3 separate regions of the Mus musculus genome follow, and all the other regions are linked to region 3. The links are chromatin contacts, called in public promoter capture Hi-C maps. All regions are on one chromosome and are shown on one strand. The core of a region is the stretch at or near the end of the contact, and the rest is flanking DNA. Distances in the headings are between cores, read along the strand shown.

What was found. Promoter capture Hi-C pulls out the DNA fragments that hold promoters and counts their contacts.
Region 1: a promoter capture Hi-C map of liver shows a contact between it and region 3, with 2.9 times the contacts expected there. The contact joins the enhancer-like site here to the promoter of Creg1 in region 3. A contact is called at or near these places in 6 of 39 promoter capture datasets (the 3T3-L1 cell line, embryonic stem cells, hippocampal neurons and 2 more), 1 of 15 datasets of contacts at CTCF or cohesin (large pre-B cells), 1 of 484 Hi-C or Micro-C datasets (liver), 7 of 115 datasets of contacts at active chromatin or transcription factors (astrocytes, bone marrow-derived macrophages, craniofacial prominence and 3 more) and 1 of 9 other capture datasets (adipose tissue).
Region 2: a promoter capture Hi-C map of hippocampal neurons shows a contact between it and region 3, with 5 times the contacts expected there. The contact joins the enhancer-like site here to the promoter of Creg1 in region 3. A contact is called at or near these places in 5 of 39 promoter capture datasets (the 3T3-L1 cell line, cranial neural crest, embryonic stem cells and 2 more), 1 of 15 datasets of contacts at CTCF or cohesin (large pre-B cells), 3 of 484 Hi-C or Micro-C datasets (the G1E-ER4 cell line, cerebellum and forebrain), 6 of 115 datasets of contacts at active chromatin or transcription factors (bone marrow-derived dendritic cells, embryonic basal ganglia, embryonic hindbrain and 3 more) and 1 of 9 other capture datasets (liver).

What each region holds. Positions count from the first base shown.
Region 1 is chr1:166,281,212-166,284,297 of GRCm38.p6, forward strand. The region is part of intron 3 of Ildr2 (immunoglobulin-like domain containing receptor 2); the gene reads left to right. Among named protein-coding and RNA genes, the nearest start is that of Ildr2, 29 kb to the left of the region's middle. Within about 2 kb of position 1,585, at least 121 of the 459 cell types and tissues checked have an H3K27ac peak or open chromatin away from gene starts, as enhancers often do. A contact at or near this core is called in adipose tissue, astrocytes, craniofacial prominence and 4 more, where this site is marked.
Region 2 is chr1:166,342,736-166,345,761 of GRCm38.p6, forward strand. No RefSeq gene overlaps it. Among named protein-coding and RNA genes, the nearest start is that of Tada1, 35 kb to the right of the region's middle. Within about 2 kb of position 1,771, at least 43 of the 459 cell types and tissues checked have an H3K27ac peak or open chromatin away from gene starts, as enhancers often do. A contact at or near this core is called in embryonic basal ganglia and hippocampal neurons, where this site is marked.
Region 3 is chr1:165,762,100-165,765,334 of GRCm38.p6, forward strand. Creg1 (cellular repressor of E1A-stimulated genes 1) reads left to right here and starts at 1,659. Exons shown (of 4, transcript NM_011804.3): 1 at 1,659-2,039. The coding sequence starts at 1,686.

The DNA of each region.
Region 1 (3,086 bases), core at 335-2,834, 520 kb after region 3:
AGACTCCCATGAACAGAGGGGCAAAATGAGGGGTGGGCTGTTCTGGGCAATGCTCTCATGTCTCTTCTCCAGCCTCTTTGTCCTATCCCTGGCCTGGTCTGCCCTAAAATTTACTCAGACGCCCTTGCTGTTTTTATGAAGAATGAGAAAATGTATTGAAAGGAGAGAGGAGAGCCAGAGGAGTTACCCAGGCATCTAACTCCTCTTAGAAACTGTAGCTAGGAGAAGAGGCAGAGAGTCCCTCCAAGATATGGAGCCAAACCTTTGATGTTCTGGGCAAGCTTCTCTTAGTTTCAGGAACTCATTGCATAATCCTAATCTTGCTCACTGATAGACACCACAGAGCAGGTCAGTATTGCTTCAATTCAGATTTATATTTAAATTGTGATAAAAAAAATTTCATGAGTATTTTTAGCTGTACTGGGATCCCACACAATGAAGACACAAAATACATAAATGACTTCATTGTGTCCCTGTTAAAACTTTGTGTCCTTTATGAAGATAAAAGTTGTGGTTTGGTGGCGATGAAAGAACAGTTAAAAAAAAAAAAAGGATTAAAGCTGTGCTTGGATAATAAGTATCTGTGTCACAGGTTCTCAGTAGAGGGGTGCTTGCTCTGCAGGAGACATTTGGCAGTGTTTGGATGCCTGTTTTGCTTGTCACGCTGGCCAAGAGTTATGAACCCAGTGAAGAGAGGCTGGGAAGGCTTTGGAGCCTCCTACAATACAGACTAGTTCACGATACTCATGCTCTGACTTTACACATCCCAGATGCCAAGTGTAAGGAAGTCCACTTGGATACTGCACATGGTCCAGTGTGAGCATGGCATAGAGGCTTGGGGCCAGACAGCCCTTGGTATACTAATACGAGCTTAGTTTCCCCAATCTGTAGGAGAGAGGGGTCTTAAAAGTCATCCCAAAGGCTGGTTGTTAAGAAAAAAATCCAGTAGCTATTAGTTCCTTCTCTTACCTCTTGCCACTCTCCACATGCCCCCACCAGTGTGTCATCTCTAATCTGAGGGAACCCTCTTTAAGGAAATCTATGTTGAAGTATTCCTGCTAAACGGTTGGTTTTTTCTTAAGCAGATTTAATGAGTCTCTTGTGAATTGACCGCTAAGAATAGACTCACATTTTCTCATTGACGTCCCAGCCCCCTTTGAAATCATCCTGATGGTGATAAACTTGGGGTTTATCTGACCCAACACACTTTGTTATCTTTGGGTTGTCTCATTTTGGCACCCCGTTTTCTGAGGCATTAGGATGTACAGCTCCCTTCAACTACATCAATCAAGCACTGCAGCCCAGGGAAAGAAGGTGCCTTCATGGAATGGTAGCTGGTTGGAAAATATACCCAAAGACTTCTGACCTGACACAGCTTTGCATTGCCCTGCGTCGCTTAAAAACCAAATGAGGCCTGGCAGACGCTCTTCATGAGTGCCCAGTCCCTCAGCCACCCCAGCCAAGGCTGGCCCCAAGCCTGCTCTACCCTCCCTCCTCACAAGCAGCCCAGCTCACTGTTTTTGCCTCACTTGTTGCCCATCCCTGTGGGAGGAACACGGCCTTCAATTAGCGTGCATTCCTGACCACCTCGGTTGCCGTGGTTACCCCGGGAGGTGCTGGAGCAGCTGGGTCAACCCGCGCGCTCTTTGTAGTCTTCTGAGCCCTTGCGTGGGGGAGGGGACACAGGGCCAGCGCTGGAGTGGGTGGTACCGGGAAATCGGCTCAGTCCCCCAAGGAAAGAATGGCAGTCCGTCAAAGCGGGTCAGGAGACAGTTCCATTTTCTCCAAAGCCAGCTGCCTCTATTCAATGCATGCAGGTTTGGTTCACACGGGGACAGCGCCTCGGATTTTGTTGAATTGGCTTCCCAGAGAGGGCTCTGGGAAAGGGTCCATCATGGAAGCCCTTTATACCCCAAGAGCGCTTCGCCACCAAGGAAAGGGCAGGAACTCTGGCCTGAATGACCTTATAGCAGTGTACCCTCAGTGCCTGTCTGAGACCTCAGGGCTTTTTTGGTTAAGGAAAGTAGTGGTCCCTGAATATTGGATCAAGTCTAGTGGATATCATTGTGCAAATCTGTTTCACCCAGCACAATAAAGTGCAAGAAACCACACTGATCCCCACAAACTCAATTTCCTCCTTCAGTGGTGTCCCGCCATCCTCATCGAATTTTGAGTCAGTCTAGCTCTCTTCTATATTCCATCATCTCAGACCAAGTCAAGCATGTTATATTACTAATGATATTTTCCATCCATTCACTGTTTTGGGGGCCGGAGGTTGGATCACTAGAGCACTTTGCACAGGCCAAGTACCTTTGCAACCATTATTATTGTTTGTTAGTTTCTGTCCGTATGTCTTTTAATTAGATCACACGGTGTCACGATGTATCCCAGTAATCATTTTTCTAGTTGCAATTGCAAGACGTGTTGCGATTTTTTTCAACAATCTCATCCAACATTTTGTACATCCAGAAATTATAGTTTCATTATGTAAGCAGAGGAGTTCCACAAGCACAGGCTGATTTCAGCCATTCAGTGCAAATACCAGGAGATTAAGAGGCACCATGACATCATGGGGATGGGGGTGGATGTTTGGGTGGGGGGCAGGGAGGACAGCTGGAGTCAGTAGACCCCAGTTCTATTCCTCGATTGCTTTTTAGGCAGTTATACAACTTTCCTTAAGATTCTTAATCTCTCTGGTTTTCTGAAGACATCGGATGGAGGCTGTGGTAACCTTTGTGGTCCTTTGGAGCCATAAAATATGATTTAAAAATGTGTAAATAAAAGAAGTCAAGGCCTTTGACCAAACATACAACCCACTGCCAAAGACCTGGAAGCCTTTATTAACAGTTAATTGCAGAGGGTCCAATAGTAGTCACTATATAGAGAGAATTCACTGTCAGGGTGATTCTCCTCTAAGTCTATAATTTAAAGTGAACTAAAATATAAAAGACACAAAAGGAAAAAAATAAACACAAGAAATGCTTAAATACATAGTTTATAAATATATGTGAAGGAAAAGGAAGCTCTATCCACATTTGTGACAGATAGTCATAAACTATATTTATTGGAAGCATGGTTGCCATGGG
Region 2 (3,026 bases), core at 521-3,020, 580 kb after region 3:
TAGTCTGTGTTTTCAATGTAACCTATGTTATGTAATGTGAGGTTAAAAGCTGTAAGATATGAGGTGATGTAAGAGTTGAAGATTTTGCTGATTTGTATGGTTTGACTTGATCTCCTTGGGTGGCAGTATCTATGCTTTTAACTAGAGTCCCACATTGGCATTCAACCTAACACTGACATGGGTTGAAATATCAATACACAAATAAGTTACACAAAATGAAGTTACTGCAGAATTTATTGCAGAGGCAAAATTTTAGAAAGGACAGAAGAGAGGAGAGTAAGTTATAGCATATTCTTACTATGTCTTTTTATGATGTCTTTATATGGAGAGATGTGAATGGTGGAAACCAGGAAAAGCAATTTCCAGAGCTATAGATAGTTCCATTTTGTAGCAATAAAAATTATAATTATGCATAGTCAAAGATACAAATTTGCATCTCTATTATATACACAGAGAAAAAAGATGAATGCAAAGAATATCTCTGGCTATTGCAGCAGAGCGAAGGAAACCTCTGCTGACTGATTCTGAAGTGCTCACACGGAAGCGTGGATAAGATATTAATGAGTGCAAGCTCCAAAGTGATCATGAAAGCTGTTTTCTTTCTCTATGCCAGCTTCTGTGTCTCTGGGAACTGTTTCCTGTCATTCATTTCAGAAGCTCGTGCAATGCACACAGCCACCTCAATATACATCTGTTTATCTGTTCCTTGTCACTATACTGGAGAACTAAGAGCCAATTCGCTGTCCCCACAGAGACATCATGAGTCCACCATCTGAACTTTCTGCCAGACAACTTGTCCCTGCTAGTGGATGCTGGGAGTTTCCGCTGTTTCACCTTTCCAAAATTCAGTAAAGCAAAAACATCCTTGTGAATGCATTTTGAATAATCATACCCAGCTATATTGACAGGGTAAACTTCTGTAGAAGGAGACATGCATTTTAAACTCTGACACACATCGCCAAGTTCTCCAGAGTGGTCACACCAATATCCATTCCCACCAGCACTCTGTGAGAGCATTTGCTTTCCCCTTCAGCTTTGTAGCATTCATTGGTTGTCATCTTACAGCTGTGTTTGTCAATCTGAGAAGCAAGGGAAAAAAAAAACCACTTTTGATCACAGTTTTATTTGATGAATCATGAGTGAGGTCATGCTCCTTTTCCTCCAACAGAGGCCTTGGACCGTTTTCCTCCGGGATTGAGCATCCTTTTCACCGTGACTTATAAAGGCTCTTTGAAAACTGAAGAAGCTCGACACTATGCCTTTCTAGTTTATAGATACAACATTCTAGTTTGTCATTACTCTTTAGACTCTGTCGCATTCTCCCATGCAGCTTTTGAAAGACTAGATGAACAAATACATTGATTATATTTTTATGACTTCTGATTTTGTTCCTCGCTTAGCACAACTTCTTCACCGCAAAGGATAAGTTCTTGTGATTTAAAATATTTTATGCTTAAATCACTAATCCACTAAGCACTGATTTTAGTGGGGAAAGAAATATTTACTTTTAACGTTATAGGCATTTTTTTTTCTAAAACGAGTGAGCATTTGCTTCTATAATTTAAAAAGTCCAGTAAATCAAAAAAGACAAGGAGGCATTATGGCCCACAGGATGAAGCCTGGAGGCAGAAAGGGCAGACTGCTTTAATAGAGGTGTTTAGTCAGTACGTTGGCCACCTGTAATTAATCAGGTCCAGTACTAGGTCCTGATGACATAATAAAAGCGCAGATTCAAGAACTGGTGATGGCAATTAGGAGGAGCAGCATTGATGGAGGTGTTTCAGACCGCAGAACAATCACCATGGCAACGAGAGCCTGCACCATCACTATGGAGTTACAGCGCTTGAAATTATGGCTGGCGAAAGAGTGTGACATTGTTGGTGAGGTTTTGAAAAAGGTGCACAGGCATGTTATAGATGTTTCAAAACCAGGCTTTTTATTTGCCAGACTGTGGCTTATCGTCTCCCTTTCCCTTAGTGTTCTCTTTTGGGGAAACTAGAGACAAACTACTTAAAAAACAATGCAGATTATAAACAAGACCTAGCTTGAGAAAGTCATTGTGGCTCATGACTGTCCCAGTGAGGGAACAACAAGCAGCTTTTGACTCAAAGAATTACTGTGTCATAGAACATACATGACATATGCAGTGAGTGTCCTTGTGCCTTGAAGTTCTGATCTTGCTGCTCATTGGAGAGCCTGTTTTTGTCCGTAGCCTATAGACCAGGCTGGCCTTGAACACAGAGATCTGCCTGCTTCTGCTTCTCAGAAGATGGGATTAAAAAGATGTACCACCACCTTTCTTCTTACAGCAGCCACAAGATTTCTGCCCAGCATTTAAAGCCAAGAAGAAACTGACACACTTGCATTTAGGGCTTGGTTTCAATGGTAAAATTTGAACAGGTTTTGAATTAGCAGGAGGGTCCAGCATCTTGACATTGCAAAAACATGTTGCCATCTGCAGATTTCTTGGGTCACATTGACAGTTTCCCCAGGTCACAAACAGCCCCTGGGCCCCAGGTGGGACATGCATACTGCTTATTTTGTTATGTGGCAGATTTCATTTTTTATGAATACAAGTGAGGTCACACTTTTGTGGCCCCCTTCCATCTTCTCTTCCTTCACTGGAAACCTCACTTTGGGGGACACTAGGGGCTTGAGCAACTCCAGGGCAGGGTTCATAGAGGCCCCGTCAGTCAAAGACAATCCTTAAACTTCTGCCACCATGTTCTGGGTCCTGCTCCCTCCTGTCCCTGTGCCCTCTGTCCCTGCCATTGCTGCCACTATTCCTATACCGTTCAGCTGCCACTTCAGCCTAACAACTATTGCCGCTTCTCTCTTGTAAGCCCGACCTTGGACTCTGCCCTGATTCCCCAGCACAAATCAAGACTGGTCCATCACATTGAGAGATTTAGCTGTTCCTAAATCTCATGGACCTGAGGTGGAAGAAGGCCAGCGCATGAAGGTTTTTGGTTTTCTTTTCACTATGCCTCTCCATCCACAGATGTCACTAAACCCATAACCTTCTA
Region 3 (3,235 bases), core at 409-2,908:
CTCTTCCTCTTCCTCCTCATCTTCTTTCTCCTCTTCTTCTTCCTCCTCCTCCTCCTCTTTCATTCTTCCTCTTTCCCCGTCTCACCTACCTCTAATCCTTCCAATGACTGGCTGCAGCCAATTTTATTTAACCAATAGATGTAAATCAAGGAACAAGGTCTGTACAACAAAAGCTTGTAAGCATGAGAAGTCACTAATAGGGCTAGACTTTCTCATATAGAACCTAGCATTACAATACATAGCAAAAGACCAAACCTCAACACACGTGAATGGGAGAGAGAGAGAGAGAGAGAGAGAGAGAGAGAGAGAGAGGCAGAGACAGAGAGAGAGACAGAGAGACAGACAGAGATCAGGAGAAAGACAGAGTAGTGGGCCAGATTGGGGTGGGGGGCTAGCTAGAGGCAGACCTCAGAATATCTTTCCAGAAATCTCCTTTAGGAGTCTCACACCAGTCCCTAGAATAGAGGCTAAGCCTGATTTTTATATCATTTTAGAGGTGTCAGGAAGTTTCACATCCCATGATTTAGTTCATCCTGGCCTACATGACAGGGAGCTGGGTGCCACAGACTAAGAGGAGCTGCCAAGGAGCTGAAGGGGTCTGCAACCCTATAGGTGGAACAACAACATGAACTAACCAGTACCCCCAGAGATCGTGTCTCTAGCTGCATATGTAGCAGAAGATAGCCTAGTCGGCCATCATTGGGAAGAAAGGCCCCTTGGTCTTGCAAACTTTATATGCCCCAGTACAGGGGAACACCAGGGCCAAGAAGTAGGAGTGGGTGGGTAGGGGAGGGGGGGGTACAGGGGACTTTCGGGATAGCATTTGAAATGTAAATGAAGAAAATACCTAATATTTTTTTAAGAAAGAAAAAAGAGTAGCGGCTAAGCACGGACTGCTTCATAACTCTGTTAGGAAGAGAGAGAGCTGCAGAGAGGTGTGGCCTGATTCAGACTATAGGATGGGTGGGGCTTAAAAGATTCTAACAGTGGCCACAGTTTTAAAACGACGCAAACACGTTTGCATACATTTTCTAACTCCCTAGGGTAGCAGAATGAAAATCCTCCACGGGCTTGGAGGATCTGCCAGAATAAATGCATGAAACCACGAATTTAACCGAGCTAGATGACTTGACAGGTCTCAAATGGACAAGGTCAAAGTCTTGAGTGGGATACCGAAAACTAACAAAGTGGCTTTATCTGAAGACTCTTCTGGGCCAGGAATTTTTAAGTTCCTGCATGTCGGTATTTCTGTACTGTACTACATATAGGCTTGCTTGCTAACAGTCAGTAAACAGAAAAGAGCACACAGAAAACTCACGTTCTCTTAGATGCCAGGCAAGCATACTCAAAGACATTAAAAAGGAGGTGTGTGCGTGCATGCAGGCAGCTTTTTTCTAGCACTGTGACTTAGGAAGTTGCTTAATTTCTTCTAGACCTCATTTATCTGTCTGTAAATCAAACAAGCAAAACAAATATCTCTTTAGGGCAAATTCGCACTCTTCACAGAGCAGATCACAGGACACGGTGAACAGACCATATGCTTCTGGAAACTGGGTTGCACTGGAGCCACGCCCCCTCTTGCCTGCTCATCTCTGATTGGCTTTCTCGGAGGGGCGGAACAACGGGCAGGCAATAGTTACCCCGGCAGAGTTTGGTCGGTGGGCAGGGACTCCGCAGTCAGCGTCATGGCTGCCCGTGCTCCTGAGCTCGCGCGTTCCCTGCTTGCTGCCCTTCTGGCGCCCGCGCTGGTGGCACTACTGGTGTCGCCGGCCTCGGGTCGCGGAGGCCGGGACCACGGGGACTGGGACGTGGACAGGCGATTGCCTCCGCTGCCACCCCGCGAAGACGGGCCGCGCGTGGCCCGCTTCGTGACTCACGTCTCAGACTGGGGCTCGCTGGCCACTATCTCCACAATAAAGGAGGTGCGCGGCTGGCCCTTCGCGGACATCATCTCAATCAGTGACGGTCCTCCGGGAGAAGGCACGGGCGAGCCCTACATGTACCTGAGTCCACTGCAGCAAGCCGTGAGCGACCTGCAGGTGAGCGGGAGCGCGGCGCGGTTTCCCAGACCCGGCAGAGCAGGAAACCAGCGTCTCCAGTTTAGCTCGCTGGGGAGAGCGTGGGTCTTAGAGATAAGACTTTTGAACCCAGCTCACATGACTGTCTCTTCTGGCCTGCGCTGGCTAGGCGGAGGTTGTAGCATCCCAGATGTTGGGGAACTACCAGGAAGTTCCTACTTACCCTGTTACTGGTCTAAGCGCTTGGGGTAAATTCTTTGCCAGTACCTGGAGCACTTCACACCCTTCAGATAGTCAGGCGTCCTCTTTAGGCGCTGTCTCTGCATAAACTGCACTCTTGTGATCTAAAGGCATACAGATTGTTGGATAGTTTAGCGTTTGGCTTATGTGACTTCGGAGATTCTCTTCCCTACCTTTACCTATCAGCAGTGGGAAACTACTACACAGCATTATAGTTGACTGCGGACCTGGCTCTGCTTACAGCTCAGGTGGAAACAGCCTGGGAGGGAAAGGCCACACAGGAGCCCAGAAATGAAGCCTGACTCGGTGGAGGGTCTGTGGCAAAACTGAGAAAGCTTGGTGTCGTGGTAAACAGTGAGCCAAGAGACGCCGACGCTTTAACCAAGCCCTTGCCATGGTATGTGCCTAGGGCTTTTCGGTTCCACCTGTTTTCATTCATTGTCTCTTGTAGTAACTCTTAGAAACAGGCATGGCTATTCCGGGTTTACAGATGAAGACATGAGGTTAAGTAATTTGCGCAAAGCCAGGGGGCCAACCCTAGTTCACCTCAGACCCACTTGTCTTCAAAGCACAGGCCACAGGACTGGGACCCATGTGCTAGAATAGAAGAGACCCGTTTTCTTCAGCCTCCACAGAGTTCTGTATTGTTCTAAACAAATTTAAATTAGCTACTGCCTTTTAAAACTGCAATCCTAGGGGCTAGGGAAATAGCCCAGTTGGTAAAATACTTGCCATGTAGGCGCGAGGACCTGTATTTGGTCCTCAGTACCCATCTTGACAGCTTGCACGCACATGTGATCCTACACTGGCTCAACGGCTTGCACACACTTGCACACACGTGTGATCTTGCACTGGCCAGGTGGCTAGCTCCCTGGCCTGCCAGCCAAGCGGAGTCAGTGAGCTTCAGACCGCAGGGAGAGAGAGCCTGGCTCAAAAAGCCAGTTGGATGGCTCCAGCTTCTGAGGAGTGACCTCCAA